Regions from separate parts of the Mus musculus genome. Here region 1 is linked to region 2. A link is a contact called in public HiChIP or PLAC-seq data. All regions are on one chromosome and are shown on one strand. The core of a region is the stretch at or near the end of the contact, and the rest is flanking DNA. Distances in the headings are between cores, read along the strand shown. Region 1 has its middle 13 kb from the start of Lhfpl4. Region 2 holds the start of Thumpd3 (THUMP domain containing 3).

The links. HiChIP or PLAC-seq counts read pairs in DNA pulled down with a chosen protein or histone mark.
Region 1: a contact with region 2 is called in an H3K4me3 HiChIP or PLAC-seq map of the 230-238 cell line, with 20 read pairs. The contact joins the enhancer-like site here to the promoter of Thumpd3 in region 2. A contact is called at or near these places in 4 of 115 datasets of contacts at active chromatin or transcription factors (the 230-238 cell line, the SCID.adh cell line and embryonic stem cells) and 3 of 9 other capture datasets (adipose tissue, liver and pancreatic islet).

The regions. Positions count from the first base shown.
Region 1 is chr6:113,206,338-113,211,034 of GRCm38.p6, reverse strand. No RefSeq gene overlaps it. Among named protein-coding and RNA genes, the nearest start is that of Lhfpl4, 13 kb to the right of the region's middle. Within about 2 kb of position 1,439, at least 1 of the 459 cell types and tissues checked has an H3K27ac peak or open chromatin away from gene starts, as enhancers often do. A contact at or near this core is called in the 230-238 cell line, where this site is marked.
Region 2 is chr6:113,044,038-113,048,566 of GRCm38.p6, reverse strand. It overlaps Thumpd3 (THUMP domain containing 3), which reads right to left and starts at 2,265. Exons shown (of 10, transcript NM_008188.3): 1 at 2,177-2,265; 2 at 863-1,152. The coding sequence starts at 1,120. Gm43868 (predicted gene, 43868) reads left to right here and starts at 2,396. Exons shown (of 1, transcript NR_164179.1): 1 at 2,396-4,529.

The DNA of each region.
Region 1 (4,697 bases), core at 190-2,689, 160 kb before region 2:
TCTGTCTGTCTGTCTGTCTGTCTCTCTCTGCTTTCATTCTCCCTTATTTTAAAGAGTGCACTGACTGCTTCACTCTGACTCATCTTAAAATTCTTTTGGGCAGCATTGTCAAGAGTCTGGAGTTGCCTGAATAGAAGACTTTTTAAGAAAGAAAACAGTTCCTGAGAGTGTCTGTGGCAAGGCTCCTTGCCATTACTGACAGATATCATATATTTAAAAGATGTAATTGGTAAAGAAAAATGTCAAATGGGAATTCATCAAAAGAAAAAAACTTTTGTTTTTTGTTTTTTTTTCAAAAGACACTGCTAAGCAATAGCGTGTTTGTGGTTTACGCATGCCTGTGGTCCCCTGCACTCAGGAGACTGAGGCAGGAGGATCCCAACCTTCAAGGAAGCCTGGGCTATTTTGTGAGACCCTGCTTAACTGACATGGGGCCAGTGAGACAGCTTGTACTTGCCACATAAATCTGATGATCAGAATTTTGACCTCCAGATTTCACAATAGAAGGAAAGAACTGCGTACTGCAAGTTAACCTCTGACCTCTATGAATGTACTACAGCCAACTCAGCCGATGATGATGATGACAATGATGATGATGATGGTGGTGGTGGTGGTGGTGATGGTGGTGGTGGTGGTGGTGATGGTGGTGGTGGTGGTGGTGGTGGTGGTGGTGGTGGTGATGGTGGTGGTGATGGTGGTGGTGGTGGTGGTGGTGGTGGTGGTGATGGTGGTGGTGGTGGTGGTGGTGGTGGTGGTGGTGGTGGTAGTGATAGTCAATTAAAACAAAACAACAAAAAGAAGATTGAAAAGATGAGTCACCAATTGGGAAGCAATATTTACTATGTAATGTAATGGAGAGTTTCCAACATTTCACAATAAGGGCATGTTGGTAAAGTAGAGCCCTGCGTTAGAGTCCCAGCATCCATGTTTAAGTACCAGGCATGCAGTCAGTCCTGCAGATCCAAAGCTGCAGGAGAGCCATGACATATGGCAACAACAGGATATCTGAGGGGAGTCCTGGTGAGGATCCAGTACTCATAGAGTAACAGAAGCCAGAGGCCTTAACCAGACCAACAGTTCATTCCAACGAACATATGCAAGTAAAGATGTGTGGACAAAAGGGTGTACTGTGGGACACACTGCGACACATTACAGCTTCCATAGCAAGATTTGGGGGGAGAGGGGTTGCAAGTGTGTAGGGCAGATACAAAGGGATGGGGAGATGAGTGAAATTGGGGTGCATGATGTGAGATTCACAAAGAATCAAAAGTTAAAAGAAAAGAAAAAGGAAAAACAAAAAACAAAAAAACAAAAACAAGGTAAGGTAGTGTAAACCGGCGCTAGGGAGGTAGAGACCCATAAGGTTGTGCACAGCACGAGGGAGGCAGACACTGACAGAACCCTGGGGCTCCTTGGCTGGCCAGCCTAAACTTCTTGGTGAGTCTCAGGTCCCCGGAAAGAGACTGTCTCAATAAACAAAGGAGACAGCTCATAAGGAATGGCACTGAGGTTTGACTGGGAAGGGAAGGAGAGGGGGAGTTAGGTCAGACATGGGGCTGTGGCTTTACTACCCGAGTTTTAGAGACAGGTGGCTGGGTCTTCTGAAGTCAACCTGTTTTTACATAGTTAGCTTTCGGGCTAGTCAGTGAGATTTTTTTCTCATAAACAAAACAAACAAACAAACAAACAAAGCAAAAGAGATTTCATTTCTAAATGGAAACCATAGTGGAATACTCACTCAAAACCAAAGTGAAAAAAAAATCGCCCTAAATTGTGGCCTGTAACTCAAGCCCTTGGGGAAGTAGAGCTAGAGAATCAGGGTCATCCTCTGCTAAGTAGAATGCTCGAAACTATTCTGGGCTACATGAAAACTTGTCTCAATGGGCTGGAGAGATGGCTCAGTGGTTAAGAGCACCAACTGTTCTTCCGAAGGTCCTGAGTTCAAATCCCAGCAACCACATGGTGGCTCACAACCATCCATAAAGAGATCTGATGCCCTCTTCTGGTGTTTCTGAAGACAGCTACAGTGTACTTACATATAATAATAAACAAATCTTAAAAAAAAAAAAAAGAAAAAGAAAACTTGTCTCAAAATCCTTTGGAAACCAAGCAACCAACCAGCCAACTAATGAATCAACCATACACCCCCCTCACCTGGTGTATACACACAGACACACACAGACACACACACACACACACACACACACACACACACACACACACACACAGAGGAACCAGTGAGGATGTGGGGCAACTAGACTTTCTATGTTTCTGGTGGGGATACAAAATTGTATATCAACTGATTGATAGATTGATTAAGACAGGGTCTTGTTATGTAGCCAAGGTTGGCCTCAGACTCATGATATAGCCCAGACTGGCCTCATATTATGTCAATCCTATGGTGATATTCACAATAGCTTTATTGTCAAACTGAGAATAGCCCAAATATACCTCAAATGGTACATGGAAAAATGAATGGATTCATCCAAACATCAGATCACTTGTCACAGTACTACAAATAAATAAATAAATGTAATAATAATAATAATAAAACACACCAAAGGGGGAAAAACAAATAAATGGCTGCCTGGGGCTCAAAGTGGGATGAAGATCCAACATGGAAGGGGCAGCAGGGAATTCTGGGAGCAATGGAAATGTCATGTGTCTATGGTAGTGGTTATACAACTGCATGTTTTTGTCAATACTGAAAAACGTGTTTTAGGTACCTAAATCTTAATAAACTTGACTTTAAAATATTGTGCTTAGAGGGCTTTAGATAGAAACACAACCAAAAATATGCAAATGACCATAACAATGGCATAGTATGGTTCTGAGCTAAAACATTCCCCACTCTGTTTCTGTGTAGGTGGAGCAGAGGCAGCCTAGTTTATTTTAGCTATCCTGTTAACGATGCATGTTTTAAAATGTAAGGGTAAACAATAAAGGGGAGAGATAAAATACAGGCATGTCTTGCTTACCAACACCAATCTACTATAGAAATCAAAACAGAAGGAAGCCAGGTTCCCATTATCTCTGTTTTTGAGACAGAGTCTCATGTAATCCAGGATGGCCTCAAATTTGCTATGTAGCTGAGGCTGGCCTTCAACTCCTCATCTTCTTCCCAAGTGCTGGAATGGCAGCTGTGTTTGACCATGTGTGGGGAGTTCCCATTGATTTTCTTGTTGTTTTGTTTGAGACAGGTTCTTGCTTTATAGCCCAGACTGTCTTGAAAACCCATGGCAAGCTTTAATCCATTATAAAAAAAAGAAAGAAAGAAAGAAAGAAAGAAAGAAAGAAAGAAAGAAAGAAAGAAAGATGACAAAGTTAAGCACATTGACATCAAAAACCAATTTCCTAAAACATGAACAAAATACAATTGAACATCAGTATGTATGTGACAATTTAAAGTCTTAAGTTTCTTAGCTCAAAACAGTTTGGTTCTGGCATAGGATGGACACAGAAACTAAAGCAAGTAGGCCTTGAAGTTGGGATCCAGAATGTGTTCCAACCTGTGATGTGTAAGATGTCCCTCCTAGGGTTAAAACATTCCACCTTGCAGGAAGCTCCTTGAGCTGGAAGCTAAACAACACAAACTAACTTCAGGAAGTCCCTGAAACTGAACAGGTTCACCACGCCCCTCTCTGCCTGAATAAGGAATAAAAGCTGAGTCCCTCTCAGATGGAAGGGAGCTGGGCTGCAAAGAAGGCTGTCGTTTAGGCCAATACGATTCAGACAAGCTGAACTGCAATGAAAGCTCTGAACCCTAACAGCTGCCTAAAGGGGCAGAAAATAGTTGAGCTGCCTGGAAGAGGTTTGGACCAACGAGGCACCCCAAAAGGACACTCTTCAAGCAATGTGCTACCTGTTTCCCAGCTTTGAGTTGTCACTGGTGCTGGGGTGGGCTTTGGTGATGCAGCTGCTTTTTAGTCATTTCTGCTCCATTTAGTAACCCCTCCCCCATATTCCTATAAGGAACCACAATAAGATTCACTGGCTCACCAGGCTGGACTTTGGTGGCCTCTGTGCTTTGGTCAGTAGTGGGCTCACACTGTGAGCACATGTGTGCCTTGAGTCTCGCCAGGAAATATTTTGTCACACAGCAATATGCTAAGCAATTGCTCTAATTCTAAGTTACAGGCCCATCCCTTTATATGTTCTGCTCATTTTTGAGACAGGGGCTCACCATGTAGCCTGGATGGCCTGAAACTCACTATGCAGACCAAGCTGACCTTAACTCATAGAGAGTCACCTGCCTCTGCCTCCTGAGTGCTGAGATTTAAGGCGTGTGCCAACACCTGACTTTCCATTCCCTTCTGACTTGAGACAAAAATCTTGCTGAGTTCCCCAGGCTGGTCTTGAACTTGTGATCCTCTTAGCCTTAAATAACCAGTCTGCATGGCATGGCTGGCATAATACGTCAGCTGACTTGTAACAAGGTGAAAACCTCTGGGGAAAGGAAAGTCTTACTTTAAAGTTGTTAGAAAACCTAGATCTCTGTTTGAAAAGAATGAAGCCGAGAGGGCCCTTGCTTTATGCTGTTCTGTTATTTACTTTGAGCTCAACCAGAAGGCCAAGAGGTGATTGCTGCTTTTTTTTTTTTTTTTTTTTTTTTTTTTGGTTTTGGTTTTGGTTTTTCCGAGACAGGGTTTCTCTGTGTAGCCCTGGCTGTCCTGGAGCTCACTCTGTAGACCAGGCTG
Region 2 (4,529 bases), core at 1,016-3,515:
TAGTTCGGTGATAGCTGAATTACTGCAGACAAACTACTTTTCTTCTTAAACCTAATGACTGATGACAATAGTGCCCAATCTTCAAAAAACTACTGAAGGCATCAAGAAAATGCTTGCTTACTTACAAAAACCACAAGTATTTTGTGAGTGTCTATTGCATGTTATATGCTTCCAGCTTGGGATACACTAGCAAGACAACAGTTAACAAGCCATACCCTATGCTACTTGTATAGTAAAGAAATCTGGTAGCTTTTGTTTCAACGCAATGGCAGTTTGCTAACCTCTGCTTCTCACCTGTAATCATGTACTTTTGATCAAGAATGTCTTTGAAGGGGCTGTAGAAATGGCTCAGTGGTTAGGGGCACTGACTATTCTTTCAGAAAGACCCAGGTTCAGTTTAGACTCTAGTTCCAGGGGCTCTGATTCCCTCACACAGACATATATGCAGGCAAATGCCAATGCACATAAAATAATAAAAATCTTTTAAAAACAATGTCTTTGACAAGGATGAAAAGGAAACCTCAGCTTTTGTGTGTACCCAAACTTTTGCTAAAGTAAATTTACGTGTCATAGACATTGGTAGGTATTTCATTTCGGTGAATAAATCATCAGGAAATGCTACGATCACTTCTAAACCATATTAAACTAACGCTAAAATGTACTAAACTGAATATACATTACAAAGACATTATAAACAGCAACATAGTAAACTAGTCAATTTCATAAATTAGTACACAACAGAAAATGCAGCTACTTTAAGCAGAACAGAGTAAAGGATTCCCAAGGGGGGGAGGGGTGTCTATAAACCAGAAAAATAATCATAAAATAACCAAGACTAATTTAAATACTGTTTTGTTCAAACCTGAGCCAGACTTTCCACTGCAATATCAAAATAGATCTTTCCGCGGTCTTTGCTGATTCTGCAGGCCGACTTCAGTTTCTCTCTCACTTCCCCCGCAGCCGTTTGTTCAAAGCCAGTGGGTACAGTGGCTCCAATAGTGACTTGGAGATGCTCCGACTCACTTCTGACGCCGCTTTCTACCAGCGACACAGGCTCTTTGTTGCCATCAAGGTTCATACCCAGGCACTCTCTGGTAGCTTCTTGAGTGTCACAAGACATGATGGAGATGTTTCTAAAAGGACCAACAGTCTCTAGAGGCAATACAGGGAAGAAAAAGGGAAACAATGCCATCTCTTTTTGTATTTCAATGTACCTATCGAGTTAAAACTGTAGTATAAATAAGGGCACGGATTACAGGCAGTGAAACGTGACTAAACAAGCAATATGCAGGCTCATCAGGAGAAAAGACAAGAGTGTTTCCACTGCATGCAGTGCTTGGCTTAGGCTCATCTGTGTTGGTAAGCACCATCTTACATTTGCTAACATGAATAGAGAAGCTCCTCTGTTGCTCTTTCAGCTTAGCACTTCAGGATGTGAGGCTGTAGTGGTTCAGAGTTAAAAATTCTTGCTTCCCACACTCGCGGGTCCAGGAAGCAAGTTACTCCTGCCTAGTTTCGAACTGGAAACTAAATATATCTCTCTTTCCCAAAGACAGAAGATTTTAACGAGAACAACACAATTCTGGACTAATGATCAAAACTTTTAATGTATGGGTGAGGTATCTACTTTCCGCCATGTAGACAAGTGGGCAGTGAATTTATTAAAGATTAACTCAACTTCCACTATCTAAACAATTACAAATATCTGAAAGCCTACTATGTGGTGACGCCGAGATCCAATGACGCGCATGCTGGGGACACCTTGGAAATGTCTGAAGCTAGTAATACAGACGTCCTGTGGGAGTGTTTGTGGAGGTTGAAGGGGCTGGAGTGGTGTTACCGTGATGGAGGGCCCACACCTCCCACCAGCTTTTCAAAAGCGCCGTGGCTTAAGCTAACATCTTCCTTGTCCCTAATGCTGTGCCAACCAAGAACAGGCCACAGAGGTGAACGCGGTTCCACCGTGTCACCGTTCGCCACTGTGAACACAACTCCTACGGACAGTGTGGAGAGCAGAAGGGCTGTTCGGACCGAAGGGCAGTGGCTCTCTCACTCCCACCCTCTGCGAAGCCCAGCGAGAGTCCAGACGCTCAGCCCCAGCACCGACCTATACGAAGCCACCGCCGTCTTCCCCTGCGTCCCACCCACCCGGCCACTCCCAGCCGCGGCCAGTTACCGGCAGCAAGCACAGACCCTTCCGGTCTCCGCACCGCGAGCACGCCGCCGGAAGCCGAGGTGCCAGCCCGGAAACGGAAGTCAGGCCTCGGAGGGCACGGTGCTCCCACGCTCCGGGGTAGGCGGGGGAGTGTGCGCGGAGAGCTGTGCGCAGTTGGGTGCACTCTGACCCGGAAGAGGAAGAACGGCCGGTAGGCCGGTCACCTGCCCGGAGGGAACCACTGCGGAGGGCGCTCTCCTAGCGAGCGGATGCTCGGTTGTTCTACTTCCTCTGCCCTCAGTGTCGAGCACTGGGGTGAGACTGGGACTTGATTCCAGTCTTAAAGCCAGAGAAACCGAGGCTAAAGAGATTCTTCTCCCCCATTCCCGTCTTGCACAACACTCTTTACTTGGAATTTCTTTTTGAGATTGGAGTCTCACTATGTAGCCCTGACTGGCCTGCTCGTTTTGTCGATCGTTCTGTCCTGGAAATCACAGATATCCGCTGTCTCTGCCTCCGGGATGCTAGGACTACAGGTGTGCGCCACCATACCCGGCTTGGATTCTGCAGGGACCGGCAAGCTGTGCTGTAACTAGAGTATAGCCCCTAGCCTAGCCTGCGGTTTTCAGATCATGTTTCTCTATATATGCCAAAGGTTACATTTCCTATATTTTAGTTACATGTATTTCCTGTGTGTGTGGAGGGAGCTTGTGTGCCACACCTGAGGTCAGAGGACAACTTGGCAGAAGTTGCTTCTCTTCCACCACGTGGGTTCCAGTGATCCAGCTCAGCTAATCAGGATGGGTAGCAAGAGCCTTTACCCTCTAAGACGTCTCACCAGCCCCAAATGTAACATTTTAAAAGAGGAAACTTAGAACTCAACAGAAAGAGACAGCCGGATTTTGGGGGGGGGGGGGGAGCGATGGTGGAGAGATGGCTCAGTGATTAAGGCTTGCTTTTCCAGAGAATTCAAATTTGGTACCCAGCACCCACCCACCTCTGGCCGCTCTCAATACCTGTAACTTCAGGGGCTCTGACAGCCAAGTCTGGCTCCAAGGGCATTATGACACTGCATTGCAATCTCTCTCTCTGCCTCTCCCCTCATCCTCACCAATAAATAAATAAATAAATAATAAAAATTGTTTAAAGTTTCAGTGGTGGCAGCAGCAGCTGAGGCATGGAGCCACACTGTCCTTGTCAGCACGGACAATGAGAAAGGTAAAAACCGGATCCTTGCCTTGGATGCATCAAAGAGTTTAGGAGCAGCCAGTATCGTAGAAAGCGGCGTTGTAGTTTAGTAAAAAATAAAAAAGGGGTCTGACAAACGGCCCAGCATGTAAAAGGTGTCTGCCATCAAGCCTGGCCATCTGCATTCTATCCCCAGGACCCACACTGTGGAAGGAGAGAACAAACTCCATGGGTTGCCCCCTGACTTCCACAAGTGTACCGTGAGATCCTCACCTCCATAAATAAATGTTTGGGAGGTGGGGCAGATGGTGGGGCTTACCATCTTTAATCCCCGCACTTGGGAGGCAAGGGCAGTTGAGTCTCTGAGTTTGAGGCCAGCCTGGTCTACAGAATGAGTTCCAGGACAGCCAAGGCTGTCTTAAACAAAAAACAAAAAAACAAAACAAAAAAAGCACCTGAAAGTGTAGCCCTCTCAAAACAGCAAACTTTATTAAAGACAGTGTTAGCATAGATTTTAAGCCTAGAAATTCAGAATAACAACTCTTAGTGGCTCTGAAATTACATCTCAAATGGAAAAGAAAGCTTTATTCCTTCTTTATTTTTCATAAATGAGATTATAGGATGTTTCAGAAGTACCTTGGATGGGATTACACTCTAATAAAACCGGAAGCCACTAGGGTTGTACAAAGGGGTTAGGACATGCCCTTTACTAAATGGAGTTTCTGATGAGAGTTCTAGAAAATTATAGGTTCTGAGATGAGAAAGGAGAAAGGCCTCAAGCAGTTGCTAAGTGTTTTGGAATCTGTGATTCTCAGCTGTTGAGAGAGCGGCTCCTTTTGCTTCTCAGGTCCTTGTAATTTCTCCTTTCTATCCTGCTTTACAAAGGACTTGCATCAGAGCTTTTGGAAAAGGTACATGAAAGACCAATATAAGTACATGAAGTACATGGTCACTATCACCAATCATTAGGGAAATGTACACTAACACTAACTTTATGATAACTATTCAAATGGCAAGTTTGAAAAGCAAAAATCATCTCTTATAGGAAGGATGTGGAGCAATGAAATCTTGCTGCTGTCGATGCAAAATGTGACAGCCACGTTAGAATTCAGTTTAGCTTTTCTGAAAGAGGCGTAACATAGATCCACCATATTACCTATTCTACCAGCAAGCATATTATACTCAG